Regions from separate parts of the Mus musculus genome. Here regions 1 and 3 are each linked to region 2. The links are chromatin contacts, called in public HiChIP or PLAC-seq and promoter capture Hi-C maps. All regions are on one chromosome and are shown on one strand. The core of a region is the stretch at or near the end of the contact, and the rest is flanking DNA. Distances in the headings are between cores, read along the strand shown. Region 1 holds the start of Atp11a (ATPase, class VI, type 11A). Region 2 holds the start of Cars2 (cysteinyl-tRNA synthetase 2 (mitochondrial)(putative)). Region 3 holds the start of Tfdp1 (transcription factor Dp 1).

Region 1 (4,581 bases), core at 1,838-4,337, 1.2 Mb before region 2:
AGGTGAAGCGGGAAGACCACACACTTAAGACCCACCTGGATACAAATAGAGTTCAAGGCCAGCCTGAGCAACTTAGGAAGAGCCTGTCTCAAAGCAGGAACTCAAAGGACCTAGGGATATAATTCAGAGGTAGACCACTTGCTGAGCATGCACGAAGTCCTAGGTTCAATCGCAAGTTGTCACCAAGAAAGAAAGAAGGTAAAGTGGGGGAAGCCTCAGGCTTAGACAATGTGTGCTGCCTGCAAAGCAAATTTTAGAAGGCAGAGGCTCTGACAAGCCATAAAACCTAATAAATGAAATCCAGGCCCCATCACAGAAACACGTCACTCAGACATGACAAAACGAAGCTCTTGACCTACAGGGACTTGAGGGGAAATCAAATCCCTTCAGCATGAGCCAGGAGGCAAAAGGGAAAGGGCCTCCCTCCATGAGGAGCCTGGCCTGGGAAGCTGCCTCTAAGAAAGCTCTGCAACTGCTCCTGCTTGGCTGGCAGCAGTGCCCCGTGCCTCGCTTTCCGCTATTTTATCTTTCCCAAGTATACAAACCATACCCACCACCAATTCATTCCCCTACTCTCCCAGGAAAGCCCTGTGGGGAACCAACTAACTTCCACCCCTTTTTAACAGGGCTTTGGGTCAGGTAGCCAATGCATTTAATCCCAGCACTGGGAAGTCAGAGGCACACAGATCTCTGTGAGATCAGGACTAGCCTAGACTACATAGTGAGATCCAGACCAACCAATCACACTTAGGGAGATTCTCTCAAAAAAGTAAAAGTTTTGAAGGGTTCCAGAACTCCACCCCTACCCCCTAGGGAACCTTGGCATTAGGTGCTGGTAAACTTGTTGAGCCTCTCCGGGGAACCAGGCCCCATCCTTACCCCTTTTCTAGACTAAGACACTCAATCTTCACAAGAACTGCAAGGCACAGTGACAAGGACACTGCAGCAGGACAACCCTAGGAGCCAGGCCCACCAGGTCCACGGCTGCAAAGGCCTCCTCTAGCCTCTGCCGGGAGGCTCCGCAGCTGGTCCTCCGAGAGGGTCGGGTCGCTGACTTGAGCCACACTCCTCACTTTACATATCTAAGAGGAAGTGTCACTGGCTCTATATGTGCTCCTTAAAATGCCTAAGATGCATGATATGACTTAGACTATATCTGGAACATCGGCTACTACAAGAGCGCATGAGCTGTTCACACAGCTATGTGACCAACGTGTAGCATGGGGCGGACTGGCCTCAAAGACAGAGTTCTCTCTTTCATTTACCTGCCTGTATTCGCTGCCGAGAACTGACCCAGGACAAAATACCTATGACAGTGTTCTTGTCCAAGGGCTGATGACTCCTTCTTTAGCAACCTATGGCCTTAGAGGGAGCTGTGGTGCTTTTATTGCTCTCAGGAATTCTGACTGTGTGAAAGGCAGCAGGCTACAGAGGAGAGGCTCATTTCTGTAGAATGAGTCGAATAAACCAGGAGATAAGAATATCCAATCTCTTTTTCTCTTCTTATAAAAGAAAATATAATTTAACCTCACATCTTGGAAGATAAATACATAATAAGAAAACAAGCCATAACTGTTTCGGGGAAAAGTCAAATTAATTTCATGGCTTAGACTCGAGTTTAAGGCCTGTGGCAGAGCAGTCAAAAATGAGATGAGCAGAAGGAATAACATTCCATAACTTACATTCCAGATGCATTATCAAATAATTAAGAGTGGCAAAGTTCGTTAAGGAATATCTGCAGCCTAGATTTGAGAGAAAATACCACTTCGAAAGTAGAATAGCACAGCAAAAAGAAACTAACTTGAAATTTTACCTAGATAAGGAAATATAAAATAGCTGAAGGCTTGCCTAAGGGCACTGTGGAAGTAAAAGACAGCACCAGGGACGGAAAATTCGTCCTGTGGCCCTGGGAAGCTGGCAGGTGACTGTCTACAGGGACCAAGAAGACCACCCCTCCTCCTTTCGCTTCCCACGGGGGTGGGGTGGGGTGGGGTGGGGTGGGGAGGGCTGCAGTTTCCTAGTCTCATTCTTTGCTTACTGGAAGGCCAAAATTGGATGGAAATTAACCAGAAAAGCAAGAAGAAAAACCCGGGTAAATTCCCCTTCAGAAAAACCCACATCCAAGGACAAGTGTCACTCAGAGAAGCTAGAGAGAGCCGGCTCTGGTCCCCTCCGTACCCAGCCCGCACTGGGCAAGGCACGCGCTCCTCAAACCTGTGACCACCCCGCGCCAGCTGCCGTACAATAGGTCCTTGTGTCCAGCTTAGGGAAGACAAGCTGTCCCGGGGCAGATTCTCTCTTTTCTGTACACACACCCACTTTGCTCCATCCCGGCTGATGGATGCCACCTACCTCCCTGGTCTCCCCTGGTGAGGCACTCCGTCACTAACCGCGCAGCAGCATCCAAGGGAGCCGGGAACTACGCACTCGGACCTGGCTGACTACTTTCAGAGATGGCAAACTTCACTTCTGACTCCCCTGTGGAGGCTCCCCGCTTCCCCGCAGCCCCGTACATATGTCCCAGCCGGTCCCGGTCCCCGCGTCGGCCCGCCCCGCTGGGGCTGAGCGCAACCCCCATAAGGATGGATGTCCCTCGACCCCGGGATCGACCCGGCTGCAACTGCCTTCCGGGTGGGCCTGGCCGAGCGCAGGTGGAGCGCGGCGGGGACCCGACGGCGGGACGTTCCGGGCCTGAACCCTGACCCAGACCCGGACCCCGGACCCCGGACCCATCACAGAGAGCCACTCACGTATCTGCGCACGAGCGTCCTCAATAGACTGCAGTCCATGGTTATCGCTCCCGGCTCCGCGAGCCCCTGGGCTGCGGGCGCTAGCGCAGCCGCCCCCCGCCCGGTCACGGCCTGGGCGGCGCGGGGGGCGGCCGCGGCCCCTCCGCGCTCATGCCCCGCCGGCGGCGGCCAAGGGTCTCGGCCCGCGCGCAGGCGGCTCGGAGGAGGCGGCCTGCGCCCGGCGCTACTCCCGTCGGGCCGACGCGGCCTGCGCTCGATGCTCCGCGCCTGCTCCTCCCGCGGCCGCCGCGCCTCTGGAGCCGGCTCTGCCCCGCTGCGCCCCGCGCGTCACGGGCGCGTGTGAGCATGCGCGCGCCGCAGCCCCCGCCCCGGCCCCGCGCGCGCCGCGACTCCCTAGCGCGTCGCCGCCGCCCTGTTGCTTCCGCCTCCCTGCGGGACTGGGGGAGGGGGGGCGGGGGGGGCTGTCATCGCCCCCGCGTGGCTCGTCGGGTGCTGATCCACCCCTTCTCCACCCCCGCCCCGTTCACTCCTCTTCTAAAACGGAAGCCTGGCTGTGAGCCCAGGACTCCATGGCGAGTGCCATGGGCCTGGGTCCCTAGGCCTGCGGGGGGGGGGGGGGGGTCACACCTCCTGCCGTGGCGTGGACAGAAGACACAGGATCCTCAGGTGGCTACAGGGAGCGAACATTACCACCCCTTTTGGGACTGACTCCCTTGGAGACCAAACCAAACACGTCCTGATCCAGCTCTCATGACTCACTACTCTCTACCTCTACCTACTCCTGGGGCCCAGTCTCTGTCCTGCCTTCCAGAAACCAGGCCTCAGGGAAGACCCTCCACAGTCCTGGGTTTTACCTTGTGGTCCAGCCCCCTGTCAAATGCTTCCTGCTTCTACCTTACAACTGTATCACCATGGCTAGCACCCAGGGAAGGTGGTTCTTTGCTGCCTAGGTGTGAAGTGGCACATGGCTGAACAACCTTCCTTACCTCCAGCCCAGCCGTAATCTAGCTAATGTTTACTGGTTCCACATCCCTTGCTTTTGCTTCTGATAACGGTAGAACCAGAGACGAGGGATCTGCAGTGGCCGATCAGGAGCACCAGACCTGAGGATTAGGAATGTATTTGAGAGCGTTCTGACAGGGTGTGGAGGAGATCTGACTTTGCTATGGTTTGGATTAGACACTGGTGGCAATGGTGCCAGTGACTAAACTGATCTCCTGAGCCACCACCGCCTTCTACCCTGTTTTCTACCTAAGTTCTACACCAGTGCTCACCACGGAGCACCAGCTACAGACACCCAGCCAGCCTCAGGGCAAAGGGTTTTCTCTCCGGGCTTCCTGGACTTGCTGTGAGCCTGGTGGAGTTGGCAGTCAGCGCTCATTGGTACTCCTAGCTGTGGTGTGGACTCTTGAGGACAGCAGGCCTCTATGTCTAGGGACTAGCTGCTGGCCTCAGTGGGCCTGACTGGGCTGTTCATGTGTCTCTGATGCTCTATCTCTTTCCTACCATGACTGCTGGGCCAAATTGTAGGCTATTGGCCAATTACAATTGCAGTGGGTATTCCTGGCACAGATGTGCCTCAGGATAAAGCCTTCCTATCTATCCTTAGAGAATGTTCTACTTGGAGGAATGTTTCATTTCCTTCCTTCCTTTCTTTTTTCTTGTTTGGATTTTTGAGACCGAATCTTCATTCTAGGCTGGTCTCAAACTCTATACAAACATCCTGCCTCAGCCTCTGAAGTGTTGGAACACAGGAGTGAGCCCTGGTGTCTAGCTTATTCTTCATACAGAGCAAAGCACTTCCCTGGTGGTGCAACAGGAGTGAGTGACT
Region 2 (4,444 bases), core at 1,504-4,003:
AAATACATGTAATTTTTTTAGGAATGGTGACTTGAACTGGGTTTTCTCTGCGGTATTACTGTGATAAATCACCCTGATTCATCAATTCACCCAATCAGTCTGTGCACAAGGTCAATACACAGGCGGAGTGCACGGTTAAGCACCAGCGAGTGGGTTATATTTATCATTTTCTGGTTTTTTTTTAAGATCTATTTATTTATTATATGTAAGTACACTGTAGCTGTCTTCAGACACTCCAGAAGTGGGCATCAGATCTCATTACAGATGGTTGTGAGCCACCATGTGGTTGCTGGGATTTGAACTCTGGACCTTTGGAAGAGCAGTCGGTGCTCTTATTCACTGAGCAACCTCACCAGCTCATTTTCTGTTTTTTTTTTTATTAAGATATTTTATAATCTGTGTATGGGTGTTTTGTCTGCATGTGTGTCTGTGTAGTGTGTGCACGCAGTGTCTGTAGAAGCCAGAAGGCAGCATCAGATCTGGAACTGGAGTTACAGGCAGTTGAGAGCTGTGGATGCTGGGAATCAAACCAGAATACTATGGAAGGGCAGCCAGTCCTCTTAACTCCTGAGCCATCTCTTCAGTCCCTACAATTTTTTTTTTTTTTTAAAGATAGGTTAATACTATTCTTTAGGCTGGACCAGAACTCCCATGGAGTCCCAGCCTGGTCTCAAACCCCTGAAGAGTTTTAGCTTGAGCCTCCCTTCAGGTTCTAGGATCACAGGTGGGAGCCATCACACACATCCCACAAACGTCTGAAGGACTCTCCGAAGGCTTAACAAGGAGCAGACTTTTTGCCAGTTGAGGTGGAACACATGAGAGTCGGCTTTGCAGCAGACAGAAAACACCATTGTTGGTTTTGAAATCATGATCTCCTGTGGCCAAGCCAAACATGCCAGCCATTCAAAATCATGGAAGGTTTGGCTCCCAGACTTCCTAGAGCTGTTTTTCTAAACTGCCGGCCCCGGCTCTTCCCCGGCTTCGGCATTCTGGCCTGCGGGTTCTGGGTTTTAAACAGGCACACCTCATATCAGAGGCAACGCTTTCTCTATCAGGGATCTCACTGCCTGCATAGGAAGTTTTGGGGGTACTTTCTCAGGCCAAGCTCCTTGCTGAATTTGCGGGATACAGCAAGGAGTTCAATTTACAGTTCCGAACTGAAGGAGAGGGACAAGCTCACACTTGTAGTCCCCAAACTGGGGGAGACTGAGGCAGGAGGGGCTTAAAGCCAGGTAGGCTAGAGTCAGCCTGGGCTACTGAGTGAAACCGTTGCTCAGCAACTGGGGTGCAGGGTACAGAAAGAGAAGTTCACATTGCCATAGAAGTGAGACAAATAAGTGCACACACATTTACAATGACAAACTGCCACGATGGCAGGTAACTGTGAGGAAGAATGATATTCCTGGAGAACTTGGGACATTTGGAGACCACGAATTTGACTACCATAGTGCATAGAACACAGTCTGTATTACCTGGAAGTCTAGCTTCGGGCAAGCAGTTAGAGGACAGAACTTTCAGGAAAAAAGTAGGGAACAACATGTCTGCCTAATCATTTGCCTTTCAAGAGAGCATCAAAGAAAGGGGGGAGGCCGGGCGTGGTGGCGCATGCCTTTAATCCCAGCACTCGGGAGGCAGAGGCAGGTGGATTTCTGAGTTCGAGGCCAGCCTGGTCTACAAAGTGAGTTCCAGGACAGCCAGGGCTACACAGAGAAACCCTGTCTCCAAAAACCAAAAAAAAAAAAAAAAAAAAAAGGGTGGGGAAGACCAAAAATACTGAAAGACCTGAGCATGCTTAGTATCAGACAGACTTGACTGGACAAGCAAAGGACTCTTTACTTTTGTAAGCCACCAGTAGGGGTGCATTTGTGGGGGTAATTTGAATGTAACTCCAAACAGTCCTCAAGAGATGAACGATAGACTTCTGCTCTCGTTTTCATTTGTTTTTAAGGCAGGGTCTCTTGCAGCTGAGGCAGGTCTTGAACTCATTGCTGCTCCTGTATCTCTCTCCCAAAATCTTTGATTATCGATGGATGCCACTATTTTGACTCTAAAAAGTTTTAAATGATTTATTCTTATGTGTAACGGTATTTTTGCCTGGATGTCTGTCTGCGGACCACATGCATGTAGTGTCTGATGAGTCCAGAAGAAGCCTTGGCCCCTCTTGGAACAAGAATTACAAACTTTTGAGTAGCCGTGTGGATGCTAGGACTCAAACCCGGGTCCTCTGGAAGGGCAGTCGTTTCTCCAACAGGCATTTCCAGTTACAGGTTCTTGAGGAAAGGATCATTTCCTGGTGTGGTTCTTTCATTCTAAGCCCATAGAACAGTAAGAAGTACACAAATACTGCATGTACAGGGTTGCAGACAGCAGTTTGGTATGTAGTATTGATCTACACGTACTGATTGTGGCAAGGTACATACTTGCAGATATGCTGTACGTATGATGGGGTACAGGGTGTGTTAAGGCGCACATATTGAGGTGTTTAAATGAGGACATGATGACCGCGGGATGGTGTATAGTGTGTTGGAGTGGTGTGCTGAGATTGGGTACATATTGCGGGGCACACCGGGTCCCAGCAGCAGACACAATGATGTACACCGAGCCCAAGTTACCCATAAGGAAAGGCGAGGAGATCTGCGCTAAAATGGGGAAGGGTTCGAAGTTCCCGCCTCTCTTCCGCTGCCACCGTGCCCAAATGCCTAAATATTGCCAGACTTCAGGCAGAGTGTAGCCTCTTCCGGGAGTGGGCGGAGCCCCATGAGGAACGGGCGTGGCTTCTGGTTCGCCCGGCTGGGCCTGGCCTGCAGGATCTTGCCTTCCGCCTGTTCGCTGGATCTGTCCCCAATATGCTGCGGGCGCGCGGGCCTGGGCCCGGCGCTCTGCTGCTCCGGGCCGCGCTGGGTCTCGGGCGGCGCGGGCGGTCATGGCAACGGCCGCAAGGCCAGGACACCGGCGTGCAGGTGCATAACAGCCTCACTGGCAGGAAGGAGCCGCTGATAGTGGCCCGCTCGGACGCAGTCTCCTGGTGCGTGCGCCGGGAGAGGCAGGGCGGAGCGAGGCGGGGCGGGAAGGTGCGCAGGGGCAAGTCAATTCTGAAAGCCTGACGTGGTCTCCCGAGCGTCACTTAAACACCGCGCGTGTTCAGTGAAGGTTGTTAAGGAAGACTTAGGGCTCCTTTTACATATCTCACATGGTGGATCTTAATATGTTCCCAGGTATAGCTGTGGACCGACTGTGTACGACCATGCACATCTTGGCCATGCTTGGTGAGTTTCCTAGATTTGAACCTTTGACAAAGTCAGAGGGTTATTTATTGTGCAAAGAGTAAACTGTTAGCTTGTTTTATAATCTGTTAAGTGAACTGAGTGATGATTGCATTCTGGGAATTGTGAGACACCGGAATGTTGGTCTCTTTGGTCTTCATAGCTGTTTGGAGTTGCATACCCATTGGAGTTACTGTGAAGGAATAGAGAGTGACCCGTTTGCGAATTAGATGTTTCTAAGGTTGGTCCAGAGACCCGAATCCAACAGTGGGGGATCATTGCCTGGTCTTGGACGGATCACATTCTTGCTGGAATCATGGTTCTTATTTTGAGTGAAGACAGAAATGACAACATGACATCTTCATGGCAGTTTCTGGAAATGTCTATGAAGTGCCGCTTAGCACAGCGCCCCCAAGTGTTCTAAGTGCTCCACCACTGACCCACTGACCGAATACTGTCTTGCTAGACTCCAGGGAGCATTGGAGCAGTATTTGTTGACATTTCCCATCTCTTGATATTTTAGTTGTTGTCTTGCACTTTTTTGTTTGTTTGTTGTTTTTGAGACTGAGTTTCTCTGTGTAGTCTTGGCTGTCCTGAAACTCACTTTATAGACCAGGCTGGTCTCAAACTCAGAGATGTCCCTGTCTTTGTTGGAATGCTGAGATAAAAGGTATACGCCTACTGCCTGACTCTTGCACAGTTTTAATTGGGTATTTTTAAAAAGATTTATTTATTTATTATATGTAAGTACACTGTAGCTGTCCTCAGATACTCCAGAAGAGGGCATCAGATTTCATTACGGATGGTTGTGAGCTACCATGTGGTTGCTGGGATTTGAACTCAGGACCTTAGGAAGAGCAGTCAGTGCTTTTAACCACTGAGCCATCTCGCCAGCATCCTTAATTGGGTATTTTTAGACCTAAATGAAACGCAAGTGTGGAGGCCAGAGGACATCCTCAGATGTCATCCTCAAGTGCTACCTTCTGTCTGTTTTGAGACAGAATCTCTCACTGCCTTGGAAGTCCACAAACAGGCCACGCTGGCCGGGAAGCTCGTCCCCAGGGTCCACCTGTCTCTGCCTCCAGCACTGGGGTAGTGGGGACAATCCGAGAGAACAAGAGTGGTAAAAAGCTCTTGTTGCTTGGCAGTGGTGGCGCACACCTTTAATGCCAGAGCTCTGG
Region 3 (4,704 bases), core at 529-3,028, 1.8 Mb before region 2:
TAGCTGATGCGGCATGTCTGCCTGCATTTCCAGGGCTGCACAGAAAAGGCATGAATCTAACAGTCACAGAACAGTGGACACTGAGGAACACTGGAACGGACACGATCAGTGTTGGAGGGAGTTAAAGCAATACTGCAAAAATGTATGTATGTGACCAACAATACAGACTGTATTTACAGCCTTAAAACCTAATTGTCCATACCTGTTTCCCAAAAAAACTTCAAAACGCTCGGTAGCTTCGTGATAAATATGAAGCTAAACCAACCAGCATTTCCACGGTGTTTCATTAATCACCAAATGTCATCTTTCTGAGAAAAATGTGCCCAAACAAGTAGTTGGGATTCAATCCATCAAAGCTGGATTACGGTCTTACGTACTACATAAAACTAGTACAGTGTAAGTTCCATGTTGACAGCTCTCCTGTGTGGAAACCCACTAACAAACAACACCCTCTCACACACTCATAACTGAGAGATGTATTAATTTTTTTATTTTATTTAAGCAGTTTAGATAAAGAAAAAAAAATCAAGACATCATCATCAAACCACGAAAAAAAAAACAAAAAAGAAAAAAAAAACGTGTCACGCTTCGGATGACAAAGACCATTTGTGCAGAGGGGAGACACCCACCTAACGACTCTCGCCATCATCCCTCATCTCCATCCCAGCTCCTGCCTGTAAAATGTCTTGGCCAACCCACTGCCACACACGTATGGCCACTCTCAAATAAAGGGAGAAAACTGCAACGAGCTGTGCCAACATGTCTGCAGCATGCAGCGACCATACTTACATCTTTTGCCATGTTACCAGATCCAGGAAATCAAGGCTTTAACTGCGTACCCTCCACAGAAGAAACCGTACTTATCTGGTTAAAAAAAAAAAAAAAAGAAAGAAAGAAAGAAAAGAAAAAAAGGGAGGGGATGAATAATGAATGAGAATGAGAAGAAATTTAACGCACATCGCATTTCAAAGGAAACATCTCCCCACCAGCACGAGGCAGAGGCAGGCCTCCAGGCAGCAGGGGCCTTTCTTGCACAATCCCGACAGGAGAGCTAGCCAAGCAGGTCCCACACGGGGATTTTAAGTCACCTCTCTAAATGGAAATGCTCCCTGCGGGCACCAGCAGCTCCCACCGGCAGCGGGGCCAGACCCCGGACCCTTGGCTGAGCGACGCGCAGCCGTCAGGCTCACCCCACCTGGGCACGCGGGCCCCGCCTGACCACAGGCCCCGCCGAGGCACAAGGCCCCCCACTTGGGCACACGACACTGCGTGGCTCCGCCCGGGCCGCGGCGGGCACCCCCCACCCCGGGCTGCCCAAGACCCCGAGGGGCCGCCGACCACTCTGACAGGTGGGCTCCCGGCCGCCCGCCCGCTCGCCCCACCTGTCACTAGGCCCAGCCACCAGCCCCGCGCCCTGGCGCGGACAGAGCCGGAGGGTGGCCAGGACCCCTGCCCGCCGCCCACGCCACGCCGCGTCGAGGCCGACTCCAGCTGAGGCTGGGCGGCGGGCGGGATGCGACCGGACGCGGGAACCGGGCTGGGGCGGGAACGGGGCCGCGCGCCCAGCCTGCGCCCTCCCGCCGCGACCGGCCGGTGCCCCCGCCACACCTGGCTGGCCGGCGGGGCGCGCGGGGCGGACGACGGGGGCGCGGAGGCGCCGGCCCGGAGGTCCGGCCCTGGCGGTCCCTGCCCTGAGCCAGCGGCGCCGGGACGCGGGCTCACCCTGGGCCGAGCGTCGGGCCGGCGTGACGTGCGCGCGGCGCGGTGACGTGGGCGGCGGCGGGCCCGCTGCGCGCAGCGCGCCTGCGCGCCTTTTCGCGCCTTCGGCGCCCTCCTCCTCCTCCTCCTCCTCCCGCCGCTCATCTCCCGCGCCTCTCGCCGGTGCTACCCGCCCTGGGAGAGGGGCGGGGCCTGCGCGCGCGTGCGCGTGCGGCGGGACCCGGCTGGAGACCGCCGACGCCGAACAGCGCTGCGCGCGTCTCCATGTGCGCTCGGAGAGAGGCCACGTGTGTGCGCGCCTCTGTGTGTGTGTGTGTGTGTGTGTGTGTGTGTGTGTGTGTGTGTGTGTATGTGTGTGTGTGTGTACACCAAGGGCCAACTGTATGCATATCTGTGTGCATGCGCAGGGAGTAGAGGGCCACGTGTTTGGCTCTGTGTGTGCGCGTGTACCACGCGCGCCAACGGTGAAAAGAATGTGGTGTGTGCCATACCTGCATGCACACGTAGGGAAAGGATCATGTGTGTGCACACCTGTGGATATGCAGAGTCTGACTGTATACACGTGTGTGTACATGGAGTATCAGTCGTGTGTGCACGCCTGAACATATATACAGAAGAGAACCCTCTGTGCAAACATATGGAAACCTATGTTAATGTCTGCGCACTGAAAAAAAGCAGGCGTGTGTGTACACATGAGAAAAAAGAGGTCAGTTCTGAGAGTGCTTTAAAGTACCTGCATGTGCACACAGGGAGAAGAATCTTGTTCATTTACACAGAACAAAGTAAAGACTGTTCGGATGCATACTGAACAATACAGAGACAAGATCCCCCACCTCTGCTCAACTACTGACCTCCACAGCCACATGCCCTGAGCCTGGGCTGTCAGTGATTCAGGGCAGGAAACAGCCTGTTAATCAGGTGTGTATGCATTTGCGCCTTTCACTTCAGAAACCTTCTGCTTCATCCCAAGAGGGGTCTGGTAGACCCTGAGCCTTGAAGACTCAGTCCATCTTAGAGGCCACTTCTTTAAGACTAAAGCTGGAGAGCCTGGGAGGAGAATAGGCTGGGGCTCACAAATCAGTCCAAATGGTTCAGATAAAATGACACAACGTTTCCCAAGAATATGGGACTGAAGAGCAGGGCAAAGTTAAGTACTATCAGAAAACTGTTAATGTGAGTGACCGGATTTTATTCTGGAGGAAAGGTCAATTTGACTCCCAAACTGACAGATCTTTCTCCGTTACCTGGCTGCCTCAGTCCCATGACTCAGCCCAACAGCCCTTCTTTAGCATCTGGCCGAACTGTCCGCCAGCAGCTGTCCTGTTTGAACACTGCTCAGCGGCTTTGAGGAAGCAGCCCTGCAACCACAGCTGCTTATTGCTGAAGCAGAAGAGGCGATACCCAGGCATGAGTGTGTCAATAGCTTGCACCAGAAATACCCAAGGCATGAGTGTGTCAATAGCTTGCACCAGAAATACCCAAGGCATGAGTGTGTCAATAGCTTGCACCAGAAATACCCAAGGCATGAGTGTGTCAATAGCTTGCACTAGACTCTTTGCCATCACAAGCTCTGGTAAGCTCTAGTAGCAGTTTTCACCCAGAATTTGGGGTTGGGGGATGAGGGGTTCAGGGGGAGGGGGAGGGAAGCATCTCTACTGGCCAAGCAGAAAGACTGTGACTGGTGCAAACATCCTTCCCACACCCCATTTCTGACTATATAAACAAGCTATTTGACTCACCTTTTCAGTGAGTTGGGAGAATCTTTTGTCCAATAGAAACTTCTCTCAAGTGATGTTACACAATTTTTTTATTATTATTTCTACAAGCTAGACTGGTAGCATGAAGAAATAAAGGACAGAACGTCAGCGGAGTGGTGGCAGCGGCAAGGGGGACTCTGAAGAGTGAACAGGGCACGCACAGCAGCACACAGAGGCGATGGGACGACAGGCAGAAGAAATAGGAAGCCATTCAGAGAAGATAAAGCACGCACCAGGACTGAAGAAGGCTATGAAGAGGCACAGAAGAGTACATGGGTACCAGTCACTGGAAGAGTTCCAGGGAGGTGGCAAGTCTTGTCGGGTCAAGGTCTTACTCTAGGATTGAAAGCTAAAGCTACAGTCACGTAAGTTCCCAGCACCCCGTACCCACACAGAGCCACAGCACCGGCTGGGATTACAGTAGCTGCCAAGTGTTGTGGCTGCTGTTGGTCCAGAAGAGTCTAAGCCTCCAACTTGAGTGTCTCGAGCTGTAAGTCTCTGGCTTCTAGAGCCTGGAGCAGTAGGCCCTCTGCTCTCAGGGAATAGAGTTGTAAGCAATTGGATCTGCCAGTCCATCCCATAAACTTTGAGCGTGTAAGGCCGGGGATTGCTAGCCCTGGAGAATCTTCTCCTTGCCCAATTTTGTGTATCTGGATAAAGCCAACCGACTAGAAATATAGAGGTCAGAGCTGTACCAGTGCAGGGCTAATTAACATCTATGAAGACCTTTGAGGAGCACAGACCAAAGCCCTCACTCAGTAATATGCAACATATTATTACTGGACATCCCTATATTGCATGGCTTTACAATTAACTGCCTTTATGCTGACCACACCTACTCCCACCAATTTGGCTAAGCCCCGCCTTCTTAAGCCGCCAAGCATCTAATTAACCTTGGTTTTGCACGTCAGAATCGAACTCATGCATCGGATGGCCAGGAGTCTTCCTGTTTTCTAATTCTCCTCCCCTACAAGGGATGACTTTACATGCCAACAGCCTTCAACATGCAGTCGTTCCTGAGAGCAGTTGACTCGATTTCGCTGGAGGATGCGGAAGGTCCTCAAAGCATTCTGGAAGCCAAACCGACTGGAGTCAGAGTGAAGGTGGTGAGAGTGAAGGTCAGGTGCGATGGCTGAGCAGTGGAGCCACAGAACAGGTGAAATGGGTTGCTTGGGGGCACTGTCTTAAGATGGATTGGTTTCCTGGGTTTTGCTTATAATTAATGATA

The links. HiChIP or PLAC-seq counts read pairs in DNA pulled down with a chosen protein or histone mark. Capture Hi-C pulls out chosen DNA fragments and counts their contacts.
Region 1: a promoter capture Hi-C map of liver shows a contact between it and region 2, with 2.3 times the contacts expected there. The contact joins the promoter of Atp11a here to the promoter of Cars2 in region 2. A contact is called at or near these places in 4 of 39 promoter capture datasets (the 3T3-L1 cell line, cranial neural crest, hippocampal neurons and 1 more), 1 of 484 Hi-C or Micro-C datasets (CD4 T cells), 7 of 115 datasets of contacts at active chromatin or transcription factors (astrocytes, bone marrow-derived macrophages, embryonic forebrain and 4 more) and 1 of 9 other capture datasets (liver).
Region 3: a contact with region 2 is called in an H3K27ac HiChIP or PLAC-seq map of embryonic stem cells, with 8 times the contacts expected there. The contact joins the promoter of Tfdp1 here to the promoter of Cars2 in region 2. A contact is called at or near these places in 5 of 115 datasets of contacts at active chromatin or transcription factors (astrocytes, embryonic stem cells, fetal liver and 1 more) and 1 of 9 other capture datasets (adipose tissue).

What each region holds. Positions count from the first base shown.
Region 1 is chr8:12,755,522-12,760,102 of GRCm38.p6, reverse strand. Atp11a (ATPase, class VI, type 11A) reads right to left here and starts at 3,087. Exons shown (of 30, transcript NM_001293667.1): 1 at 2,751-3,087. The coding sequence starts at 2,789. Gm33587 (a long non-coding RNA gene) reads left to right here and starts at 3,207. Exons shown (of 3, transcript XR_378725.3): 1 at 3,207-3,416.
Region 2 is chr8:11,549,080-11,553,523 of GRCm38.p6, reverse strand. It overlaps Cars2 (cysteinyl-tRNA synthetase 2 (mitochondrial)(putative)), which reads left to right and starts at 2,753. Exons shown (of 15, transcript NM_001359137.1): 1 at 2,753-3,025; 2 at 3,216-3,266. The coding sequence starts at 2,847.
Region 3 is chr8:13,335,825-13,340,528 of GRCm38.p6, reverse strand. Tfdp1 (transcription factor Dp 1) reads right to left here and starts at 1,778. Exons shown (of 12, transcript NM_001291765.1): 1 at 1,723-1,778; 2 at 790-864. The coding sequence starts at 801.